Linked DNA regions of Zea mays: region 1 is linked to region 2. A link is a contact called in public Hi-C data. All regions are on one chromosome and are shown on one strand. Each heading gives the region's core, a stretch centred on a gene start, on an enhancer-like site or on the middle of the called end of the contact. The rest is flanking DNA. Distances are from core to core; before and after follow the strand shown. Region 1 holds the start of LOC100285646 (syntaxin 132). Region 2 holds the start of LOC100193936.

Region 1 (5,753 bases), core at 2,861-5,360, 270 kb before region 2:
GCTCCTCTTCATTCGCGTTTCCCTTGCCGCCTTCTTCCAGCTCTTTCAGCTGCCTCAGGATGTCTTCTCTCTTGGCCTGTAGGTCATGCAATTTGGCATCAATCTTCTCCAGTTTTGCCTTCAGCTTCACCGGATCAATCGTCTTCTCCTTTGCACCCTTGTGTTTCCTCTTCTTCTCTTTCTTTTCCTTGTCCTCCTTCTTACCTTCTTCGTCTTCATCGCCATCGGCCTCTTTCTTCTTACCATCTTCATCCTTGTCACCCTTTGGTTCCGATCCATCCTTTTCTTTGGCCTTTTTATCCTTCTTATCTTTGTCCTTGTTTCCTATCTTCTTGCGTTTATCTTCCTCCCCCACATCTTTGCCATCTCCTGTCTCTTTCTTATCTTTGATTTTCTCTTGTTTCTCACCACTTGAACCCTTCAACTCTGATCCGTCCTTCTCTTTAGCCTTCTTATCCTTCTTATCTTTCTCTGCCTTCCCTGAATCTCCATCATCTTCCTTCTTTTTCTTGTCTTTCTCCTTTTTATCCTTCTTCTTGATCGCCTTCTCATCGCCTTCGCCATATTCATGCTCCACCGACTTCTCCTCCTCCTTTCTCTCTCTGTCTTTCTTCCCCTCTTTACTCTTTCCTCCCACAGACCCTGCGCCACCACCCGAGTCTTTGGCCTCTTCCTTCTCAACAAACTTGGCCTTGATCTCTGTCTCCCCCTCCTTCAGATTGGCAGCTTCTTTGTCCTTCCCCATCTTGAATATGATCAAGCTGCCCTGCAGGATGCAGCTACAAGTTTCAGTCAATATCGAACTGATTTGCTAGGCTATGGATGGATGGAGCATATTCCTACAAGACAGTTGATTTTGCTTATTTTTTTCAACAAGAGAATCTGCTCGGCACAGTGACCTGTGCCTCCTACAGGTCCCTGTTGTACCAGTACCACCAACCATTTCGCGATGTTCACGCAGGTAATGCTATGCACATCGAAGGCGTGGCCAAGACGAGCATTGGACCTGCTCATAAATCACAGAGTTGGGACACGGTAGTTTTGTTCATAATACGATGCAAATGGATTCTGGATTAAGAGGCTGAACAAAGTGAGTATACGAAGAATCCACTCGGAAGGTACAATCTAGGCTAAATCTAGTGGAACATAACGTCAAGCACGAACTGAGCGGTGTCAGTCAGTGACACCAACACGGCCGACCCATATGGCTTGTTAGTCCCTAGTTTTAATCTCAATCCACGTGGATGGGACGAACTTGAGCCCTTGTTCCAGGATTCCATCCAGAAATCGTTCTAGCTTATATAAATTATACAAGCAATCTAGCTAGAGCTAGGAATCGTTCCAGGTCACCGTTCCGATGGAATCGAACAGGCCCTCAGTCGTTTAAATCCCTAACAAGTTGAAACCCTTCCTAATTTATTCTAACGTAACAGGACTGCAGGAGTGGGATGAACAGAGGAGGAGCGTTTCCTGGACTCTCACCTTGCTTGGCGGAGGTGGCGGCGCGTTGCGGGGTGGGCAAGATCCGGGACCGGGAGGCAAGCAGGACGCGTGCTGCCGCGGCTTCGAGAAATGGAAACGGCCTTCGGCCTTCCTCTATACAGTAGAGCGGACAGACAGGTGGAGAAGAGGCGAGCGGAAAGGAGAAGAAGGCCCGCGGCGGAAGGTGTGTGAGAACGTGCGTCGCCGCGTCCGTCGGTCGGGGACGTTTGGCGACGGTGGAGCCGCGTGGCGACTGGCGAGCGATCCGCGGTGTCGCCCGGGCATCTCGGAGTCTCGTGGGCCGTGAGCCGCAATGGCTTTTTATGGCGGTGGGTGGGTGGGTGGGCTCATGACGACGATGAGGCGATCTGCACAGTGGGCTTCGTGGCGACGGGATCTTCTTCTTCTCTTTCTTTCGGCGCAATTTATCTTTGAGAGTTTTCTTAAACTCAATATCTAAATCCTCGTTTCGAAAGACACATTTGAAAAGAGCAAATTCAATTTTAGAGCAAATCCAACACTTGAGCAATTGAGGCATTCTTCATTCTCGTTGTTCGTGTCTGTATCGTTGGATCTTGGGTGCCGTTTGATTCACATATGAACAGATAACGTTAAATCGTGTTTGTTTAAGTCAAACCGTAATCGATACCACACTATAAATGGATACCACCTTATTCAAATTTGTTACCGCCGGTATTTAAGTGTGAATTATTACCATTACCATTTACGTTACATTTTATGAACCAAATGGTACCTTGGTTCTTAGACGGCTAGGAGTCACCAAGGAGCCGCTAAGGTCGTGGTGTACTTTCGACAAGTTTAAGGGTTTTGATTTTGCTTGCACAACAGAAGGAATCAAACTAGTGAAATGAAGGGGATGCAACTAGGGTGAATCCCGAAACGGCTACACATTTTAAAGACACACAAGTTAGACCATCTCATCCACTGGCTGCCTCCATTTTAAAGACACACAACTAATCCGCCAGTGCGCTAATATGGACCACCGGTCCACCGCTATGATTGGGTCGCTCTTCGAAGAGTTTACGAAATGCAAAGTTTAATCAAAGTGTAAACAAAAAGGTATTAATATTTACGACCATAAACGAATATTATCAGATGGGTTGCATCGTATATTTGCATAATAACTAGCAAAGTATCCATATGTTGTTACGTTTTCCATTTATAGTTATAAAGTACTTCACATAAAAACACATGTGTTATGTTGGTTATTTAGATGTGACTGTGGTTGTGGAGCCAACAACTATGATTCAAGCCTCTATTTATATATAATTTTAGTTTTTATCATTTAAATGTGGGGAGACACGACAACGGTAGATCCTTGAAACCGTTGACTAGGTGGTGTAAGCTAACAACCATGGTTGTGGGTTTGTAGCAAATGGAGGAGCCAACAAAACAACCATAGCTCGCAATGGACCGGAGGAGGCCCACGGAGGTTTGTTTTGGCTCATCCACGCTTTAATGTTATCTGTAATTAACAGAATATATATAAGATATATATGGTTTTAAAAAATAGGGAGCCATGGCCCACTTTGCTCTTCCTGTGGCTCCGCCCCTGAGAATGTTAAATCTATACTAAAAATCAGATGAAGTATTTTTTTACAGTGAGGAAGACATGTTTGCGTTGTCCTATAGTTCGGACGGCTTGGCCCCGGTGGGCCATGCACACCAACCCCTGGAACTTATTTGGTAGCAATGATACCGGATGAGATGTGATGGGCTAAAATCATCTTTCTATTTAAAATCCTAGAGTCTAGGATGTCCTAGGGATTACAACTGGATTTTTCGGTCGGTTTTCTAAGATTATGCTTAATTTTTTTTAAAATAAAATATTTATAGAATTCAAGAAAAATGTTGTGAAAGATTAAATATTTTTCTGAGTACTCTTATATTAAACTTTTAGGTTTATTAGAAACTACCAACCATCATTTTCTAGCAAAATAACTGAGAATTTCAATGAAAAAACACCGTTTCTCGCCGATTTTTTTTCCAAATTTGAAAATATGTGCATAGAAACTTTTAAAATGGGTTTTGGGTGGCAAAAGACGTTTTGTCGTTGCTGAGGGTTGGCACATCGCCTGATAAACGCGAAATCATGTGGTTTAAATTTAAATCTTCAACAAAGCGTTGAGGGTACGATGAAATTCGGTTTTCTCGCCGGTTTTTCCGTTCTCGACCAAACCCGGGCCCCCTCCATACTCCAGCTCCAGCGGTCCAGCCTCGCCCTCCTGTTAGTTCGTTCGCACCGGTCTACCTGCGAGACGACCGGCGGGTGGACCCCGCGCGCCACCCGCGGAGTCCGGTGCTGGTGGGCCCGACGTCGCCGCTGTTTTGTCTCCGTTTGAGGCACCTCTCTGGCAGTGGCAAGCCAACCTGACGCGGTGTTCCACTTCCAGCGCAGAGGGCAGAGGTGAACAAGACGAGGCAAACACCCCTGGAAATGGAAAGCAATTTTTAAAAAACTTTCCATGGCACTTGCCAGCCAGCCGCCTACCTGCCGAAAGAGATCCTCGAATGGCCCACCTGCCAGCCTCAGCACCCGCAGCGTTAACCCTCTGCCCACCCAACCTCTTCCCCCCAGCTCAAAGCATCCTCTGCGGCGCAACGGCCACACCTTCCCCGGTCCCGCCTCCGTCTGTCCCGCGGCCTCCGCTCTCCTCGCCGCCCGCCCGCCTGTCCCTCCCTCTCTCTCCCTCCCTCCTCGCCGCCATGAACAACCTCCTCACGGTAAGCGACCCCCCACCCCGGTCTCCTCTTCCCTCCGCCCTGTCCCCCCCCCCCCCCTCCCCGGGCGGACTCCGCCGCTCGCCGGGATCCGCCGCGCGAGCTGGAGATCTGGAGACGGCCTTTCGGCGCCGCCCGCTCCTCCCCCACGGCGACCGCCGGCGGAGCCATAGGTTGGCTCGCGGGACCGGAGGCAGCGGCGGTGGAGTGGTCGGCGGCCGAAGGGATCGCTTGAGCCGCGCGGGTCGGAATGCGGGGCGTGCGGTCGAAGGAACCCGCCCCTGTTTTCTCGGCTACGTGCGGTAGGGTGCCCGCTTGCCTGGTGCTCGCCTCGCCTAGATCTGCGTGGCTTTAGTTCGGGAGCAGCTGCGTTGTGCGGTGGAAGCAAGATGCGCTTGCTCAGCTTCCGGCTGCCTTTTGTTCCGTGCCTCTTCTCTTGCCTTTGCCTTTGGAGTGGACTGTCCTGCTTCAACCACCTCAATGATCATTCGCATTAGCTGCTCGTGTAGCAGTTACCTTGATTGAATATTTGAACAGCGGCAATGATCACCAGTAGTTGCATTGCATTTAGTGCTGCCGTTGGAGTGCTCGGGTTCAGGAGGGTTTGTATTCACTGGAGCTTGATGTGTTTTAAAGCTTGTTCTTTTTTTTTTCTCATCCGCTTTGGCTAGAACATTTTCATGGCCCATCGTAACATCTGTCCAATTGCACTCTTGGAATGGAGAGGGTGTGTCAGCCCTGCTGGGATTTGAATGGTGATGTTTCTCACGCGGGGGCGGGGCGCAGTCCTGTTGTTTGTTGGCACATGCAGTGCGAGGCTTTCCGTTTTGGATTTATAAACTACTCACTCGGTTCTTTTTTCTTTTTTATCTGTGGCGTTTTAGTTTAAAAATAAGGTGTTTTTATGGTGGTGCCCTCGGTTTTGCTGGTGTCCTCATTTTTACTTTTAGTTGTGTTTTTTTTTCTCAGTTTTGTCATTCTATTCTATAGCACTGGAATGACAAAACTGAGAAAAAAACACAACTAAGGATAAAAATGAGTACAACAGCAAAACCGAGGGCACCACCATAAAAAACCCCAAATAACTATCGGGCGACAAATATTCGAGAAATGAGTTAGTATAATTTACTATTCTTATGTGATTGAACTGCGGTACGTATTGTGAACACTACTGTTTCACAGGATTCCTTTGAGCTCCCTCGGCGGGACTCCTCAAGAGACGCAGATATTGAAATGGGAATGCATCAGGCTGATGCTTCAGACAACTTGAAAGATTTCTTGAAGAAGGTGCTGTTTGCATAATTACTCTGCTGCTTGCGTCTCTTCATCTTACCATATTTACGTTATTACATGTACTCTCCTGTTTGCATCGAATTACATTAGTATTGTTAGTCCGACTCCAACATTCCCCTTCTGATTAATGACGTAAAGCTTTGTGATGTAACAGGTCGATGCAATTGAGAGTATAATTGCAAAGCTGTCAAATCTATTGAATAAGCTCCAGGCATGTTCATTCTGCCATTCATTCT
Region 2 (5,638 bases), core at 621-3,120:
CTCGTTGCAGCGCACGGTTTCCGGGCAGAAGAACGGCGGTCGCGGTAGTGAAGACCGAGTCCCCCGGAGGATTTCGTCGTGCTGTTAGTGCTGGACGCGGAGAAAATATAGGGAGGAGAAGAGGATGGCTCCGACCGGTGGGTCCAGATAACAGAGGGAGACCACGGCTGGGCACCACGAACGGACTCCGCGCATCGCGGGCGAGTCCAGGGCGGTCCTGTTATGGGGAGGTCGGCAGCCCCCGACCGTGTCCTAACAGCCGATCCCGGTTTGGACGGAAGGTAAGGGATGAGCCTGACGATAAGGGCCCACAGGTAAGTGGAACGAAGCGCGGCGCGGGGCTGACGGACAGGAGGTCCCCTGGTGGGCGGTGCAGGGCGCGCAAAGTGGGGTGGCTGACAGGTCGCCCCCCTGTCAGCGCGACATGTTACCCGGTTGGGCCAAGTGGGTGGAGAGAGGTCGTGGGCCAAAATCAAGGTTAAGGCCCAATTCGGTTAACACCTTATTCTTTCTTTTTCTTTGTTTTGTTTCCAATTTCAAACTAAATTGTTAGTTTAGATTTGAACTTCAGGTTTTAATTGTACCACATGATTTTCAATATGGACAAAATTCTTACTGCAGATTTTGATATTATTTATTCTACCTAATAGTGTTTTAGCTATGGGAAGTTAATTTACTTAATCAAGATGCTTCTCTCCTAAATTTCGAATTTTGAACTCAAATCCCAATTTAGGTAATAAATCCAGATATGCACAAACCAAAACAATTTCAGCTTGGAGTACAAGTTCGAATATTTCATCTTATTATTATATATATTTTTTAACCCTAAAAAATATGCTCCAATAGTGAATCACATAACAAAATCACCTTAATATTATTTATTTAGAAACTCAAGTTCTACGACCCCATTCTAGGGTTTACAGAGTGTAACATTAGAGTACGAGACACTGGACATCACTATCTTGCTTAGCTGTATTCTTGTGTTAATGTTTTGAACTCGGTGGTGATGGGGATGGTCTGATGGCTGAGCCTTTGCTTTGATGCCGATGTAATTGTTGAATGTTGATGGATGACGGGTCAGTGCCTCATTGGAGTCTTATCTATATTAATCTGTTTTATATTTTTCATGCATGTGTTACTCTAACCTGCGTCACTTCCGGACCAACCGTATTCACTTCTAGCAGTTCTCTAGAAACATAAAGAGTGTTTGGTTTATATGGACTAATTTTCAGTCTCTCTATTTTATTTGATTTTACTCACTAAATTGCTAAATATGAAAACTAAAATCTAGTTTAATTTCTGTATTTGGTAATTTAGAGACTAATTTGAAATAAAATGAAGCGAGTAAAAATTAGTCCCTAGAAACCAAACACCCTGATAGACTTTTTACAAACTAACACAAATCTTTTATACATACTTTGTTCTTACTTATACGTACCTCAGAAGATTTTTTCGATCGGTGGCCTATTTAAGATTGCTCTGGATCAACCACATTTAACCAGAGGTATCTTTTGAGACAGATTTTCGAAAAAAAGATACCCCTTTTAATACGAATACTCTATTAATTCTATAAAGTCTAGAGTTTTTTTTTTCAAATTTGTGCTGCTGTTTAACGAGGGTTATCAGGCCATCAGGGGACGGGATCCCATCGGGTGTATAATCCCCGTGCGGGAACGAGGACTGAAAATCTGTCCAACGCACTGAAAAACTAGTTCGCCAAATGCAACGGTGAATCGCATGGGAGAAGGGGTCTGCCGCATCGAGCCCATAATATCGCGGCCGTCCATCCCACACTTGCCCTTCATCCTAGCCGTCCACCAGCGCACCGTTCTTGCCCCGCAAGCCTCCGCACGAGGCCTGGAACTTTCCACGGGTCCAAAACCTTCTCTCTCTCTCCTCTCCTCTTCCCTTTCTCTCTCCTCCGCCTCCCCCGACTCGCGAGTCGCGATCTCCACCTCCCTCGACCACCACTCCCGTAACCCACTTCCGGGTGGGCCCCACGTCGCCGCCGGCGACCAGCACCTCCCCTCCTTGACTCCCTCGCTACCCGCCGCCCGCGTCCCGCCGGCCATGACGACCTCGCCGCCGCCCGCCGAGGTAAGCGTGTGTGCGAGGGGCAGATGCCCCCCCTCCTCCGTTCATTTCCCGCCTCCTCGCGCGAGACCTGCCTGCTGCATCGGTCCGCGATGCCGTGCGCATCCCGGCCGTCAGGCGCGGCGGGCGCCGTTGCCCTAGGGCTCTGGGGTTGGTTTCTGGGTTGGAGTTCTGGCGTGGCGTGTAGGTCTGGGCGTGCCCACCGCGCGCGCGTACGGAATTCTAGGGTTCGGGGTTTTGATACCCCCTCGCGAGGTTGGAGCAATGGATCTGATATTGTGCCTCTCTCGTGTTTTTCTCGCAGCAGCAGCATGAGGAAGAGGAGGTGCTGGTGCCGTATGGCCCGCACCTGGAGTTGCCCAATGGAGCGCAGCCAATGGAAGGTCTGGTTGGCCCATCTCGCCTAGCGATTAGTTCAGTTTGCTCATCACGTTATTCCTAGTTTCGTTATATGGCCTGTCAGCTCGTTAGTTGATGTTCCGTGACTTGTGATGTCTAAATACTCAGGCCAGCTGCCTAGATATGCTGCATTTTTCTGCCTCCTATTTGCTATGAATTTTTATCTGCTTGCTATTCATGTGTGGTGCTGTTGCTACTCTATACCCTGATTATTTTCATTTTTTTTTGTGCAAATGGTGACCTTGTAAGTGTTGTGGCCAGAGTTATCACTTTATGACATGCAGCGTGATTGTTTATTTGCTTGTTCTATGATTTGGTACTGCTGTTTTGTATGGAGCTGTTAGCTGTAATGTCTTATGTAGTCTGTTCATTTTATTATGCACTTATTTATAGCTTATATATTGTGTATGTGACTGTCACTAGATTATTGTACTGTTTTCGAGGAGTTAAGTTGAGTTAATGCTGGATAGATTGTGTGTGCCCACACATTTGATGTTTTTATGCTGATGTAAGTTTTTTTAATTGTCATGATTGACCATAGTTGTGTTTTTATGCAAAATCACATTGGCATGAGGACTTTATGTGTGGGGGTGCATTTTGGTTACTGTTTGCTGTAGGTTAAAGTTACTTTCTGCTTGTTCTTCACTTCTTTGTACACAGCGAATTTTTTAGAGCCTTTATGCACCATAAATAAACTTGAACTCCTTTGTTTTTTCTTTGGTTTGTTTGTTATGCGATCACATTTGAGTTTATCAGATGGTTTCTTTCTTTTATTGTGCCAGTTGTGCCTGCTGAGCCAGCTGCTACTGTGGAAAACCAACAGATAGAGGATCCACCAATATCGAGATTTACTTGGACCATTGAGAACCTATCAAGAGTTAGCACGAAGAAGCTGTACTCCGAAATCTTTGTTGTCGGAGGCTACAAGTGGTAAGTGCCTATTGATTTCCATTTTACTCCAAATTAGTATATTTATTTAATTTTACCTTTTTTTTTGTATTTGATGGAGTCCTTTTTGCTTTGCAGGCGAATCTTGATTTTCCCAAGGGGAAATAATGTTGAATTCTTATCTATGTATTTGGATGTGGCTGATTCTGGGGTATTGCCCTATGGGTGGACTAGATATGCACAATTCAGCCTCTCTGTGGTTAATCAAATTCACAACAAATTCACAATAAGAAAAGGTCCATTCTTTTATCTTGCCCTTGTTTTTCAACCTAGCACATGTCAAGATATTGATTGGCTTCCATACTTTGAGGTTTTAGTGACAAACTTAGGCGTCTGACTTATAATTCTTGCAGAAACACAACATCAGTTCTCTGCTCGAGAAAGTGATTGGGGTTTCACTTCATTTATGCCGTTGGGTGAACTCTACAACCACAGTAGAGGTTATCTTGTAAATGATACTTGTATAGTGGAAGCTGAAGTTGCTGTATGTAAAGTTGTTGACTATTGGAGTTATGACTCTAAAAAGGAAACTGGCTATGTTGGTCTTAAAAATCAAGGTGCTACCTGCTATATGAATTCTCTTCTTCAGACGCTGTACCACATCCCATATTTCAGAAAGGTACAAACGAGAAAATTCACATGTCATTGCTCCCCTGCTCAACCTGCTTGGATAGATGCAGCTAACTACAGATATTTCTTGCCAGGCTGTTTATCACATGCCCACCACTGAGAATGATATGCCCTCAGGAAGCATCCCTTTAGCTCTACAGTCACTCTTCTATAAGTTGCAGTATAATGACAGCAGTGTCTCTACAAAGGAGCTCACAAAATCATTCGGGTGGGACATGCATGATTCATTTATGCAACATGATGTTCAAGAATTGAACAGAGTTCTTTCTGAGAAGTTGGAAGATAAGATGAAGGTTTGACGTCTGTAAGGTCTTTCCTTTTTATATCCTCCGGTGTTGTTTACTGAACCGTTGTAGCTCTGACTGAATTATGCTTGTAAAATGTTGACTCAAGGGAACTGTTGTAGAGGGCACAATACAACAATTGTTTGAAGGGCACCACATGAACTACATTGAGTGCATCAATGTAGATTTCAAATCAACAAGAAAGGAATCCTTCTATGGCAAGTGATGTTGTTTCCACATAAATAGCGAAGTTTAAACTGGACTGTTGTTTAACATAGTTGTAATTCTAATGCAGATCTCCAGCTTGATGTCAAAGGTTGTCAGGATGTCTACGCTTCATTTGACAAGTACGTAGAAGTGGAGCAATTGGAAGGTGACAACAAGTATCATGCCGATAAGCATGGTCTGCAGGTTAGTATTATGCATCATGTGATAGATAAACCCTCTTTTTTCTCAGGCAGCATGACCATATAATCACATGGCCATGGAAAAATATCAAACTCAATGTAACCAAGCTTACATTTGTTTAACAGTTATTACCTAAATGGAATCACTAAGATAAGGACAAACTTGTTTCTTAAAGCAACTCAGGGATTTCTACTCAATACCGCAATTTATTCAAATCATATTTATACATTTTGTGCTAGGATGCATCTCAGGTGTAAAAGGGGACATTGAAAATGCTAAATTATTTACCAAGCAGTTAAGTGAAGGGTAAAGGCCATATTGTGCATCCTCAAGATTCAAACTTTTTAATATTTCAAGACAATCATCATACCATGACAATAAGTCAATAATGTTATCCACAGTTGGTAGATTTGTGGCGCAGTGTAATCATATCAGATGCTTGTCCTTGTTTATCGTCTTGTTGGTTTGAAACTTTGTGATGTTAATGATTGGACCTTAGGACCCTCTTGACGTTCGGGCACCTGTTTCCATACAGACTTGAGACTCCTTAGGGCATGTACAATGGGTGTCTTAAGTTATGTCTTAGAATGTGTCTAGGGGGGTGAATGTAAAAAAACTCAAGACATGTATCTTGACGAAGACACGGTGTCTTAGCTCAATGTTCGAGACAAGAGACTAGCTGATTGATCACTTTAATTTATTGAATGCTCTGATTGGTACAATGAATATGGTAAGACACATGTTTTAGACACGACCACTGTATTATGTTGTGTTTTAGTTGTGTCTTATACTTGGAGTACCGTACAACAGTGTCTAGGTTGTACATGCCCTTAAGAATCCAGAAATTATCAAATTAATCCACCCTGTAAAAACTC

The links. Hi-C and Micro-C count contacts between places; a contact is called where the count stands out from the background.
Region 1: a Hi-C map of leaf mesophyll shows a contact between it and region 2, with 4 times the contacts expected there. The contact joins the promoter of LOC100285646 here to the promoter of LOC100193936 in region 2. A contact is called at or near these places in 4 of 25 Hi-C or Micro-C datasets (ear, endosperm, leaf and 1 more).

Annotation. Positions count from the first base shown.
Region 1 is chr7:7,725,186-7,730,938 of Zm-B73-REFERENCE-NAM-5.0, reverse strand. LOC100285646 (syntaxin 132) reads left to right here and starts at 4,110. Exons shown (of 12, transcript NM_001158537.1): 1 at 4,110-4,227; 2 at 5,407-5,511; 3 at 5,672-5,728. The coding sequence starts at 4,210. LOC103631975 (nipped-B-like protein B) reads right to left here and starts at 1,778. Exons shown (of 2, transcript XM_008653830.3): 1 at 1,483-1,778; 2 at 1-779. The coding sequence starts at 745.
Region 2 is chr7:7,454,328-7,459,965 of Zm-B73-REFERENCE-NAM-5.0, reverse strand. It overlaps LOC100193936, which reads left to right and starts at 1,870. Exons shown (of 32, transcript NM_001359352.1): 1 at 1,870-2,097; 2 at 2,399-2,477; 3 at 3,276-3,423; 4 at 3,520-3,677; 5 at 3,795-4,060; 6 at 4,146-4,364; 7 at 4,465-4,573; 8 at 4,651-4,766. The coding sequence starts at 2,071.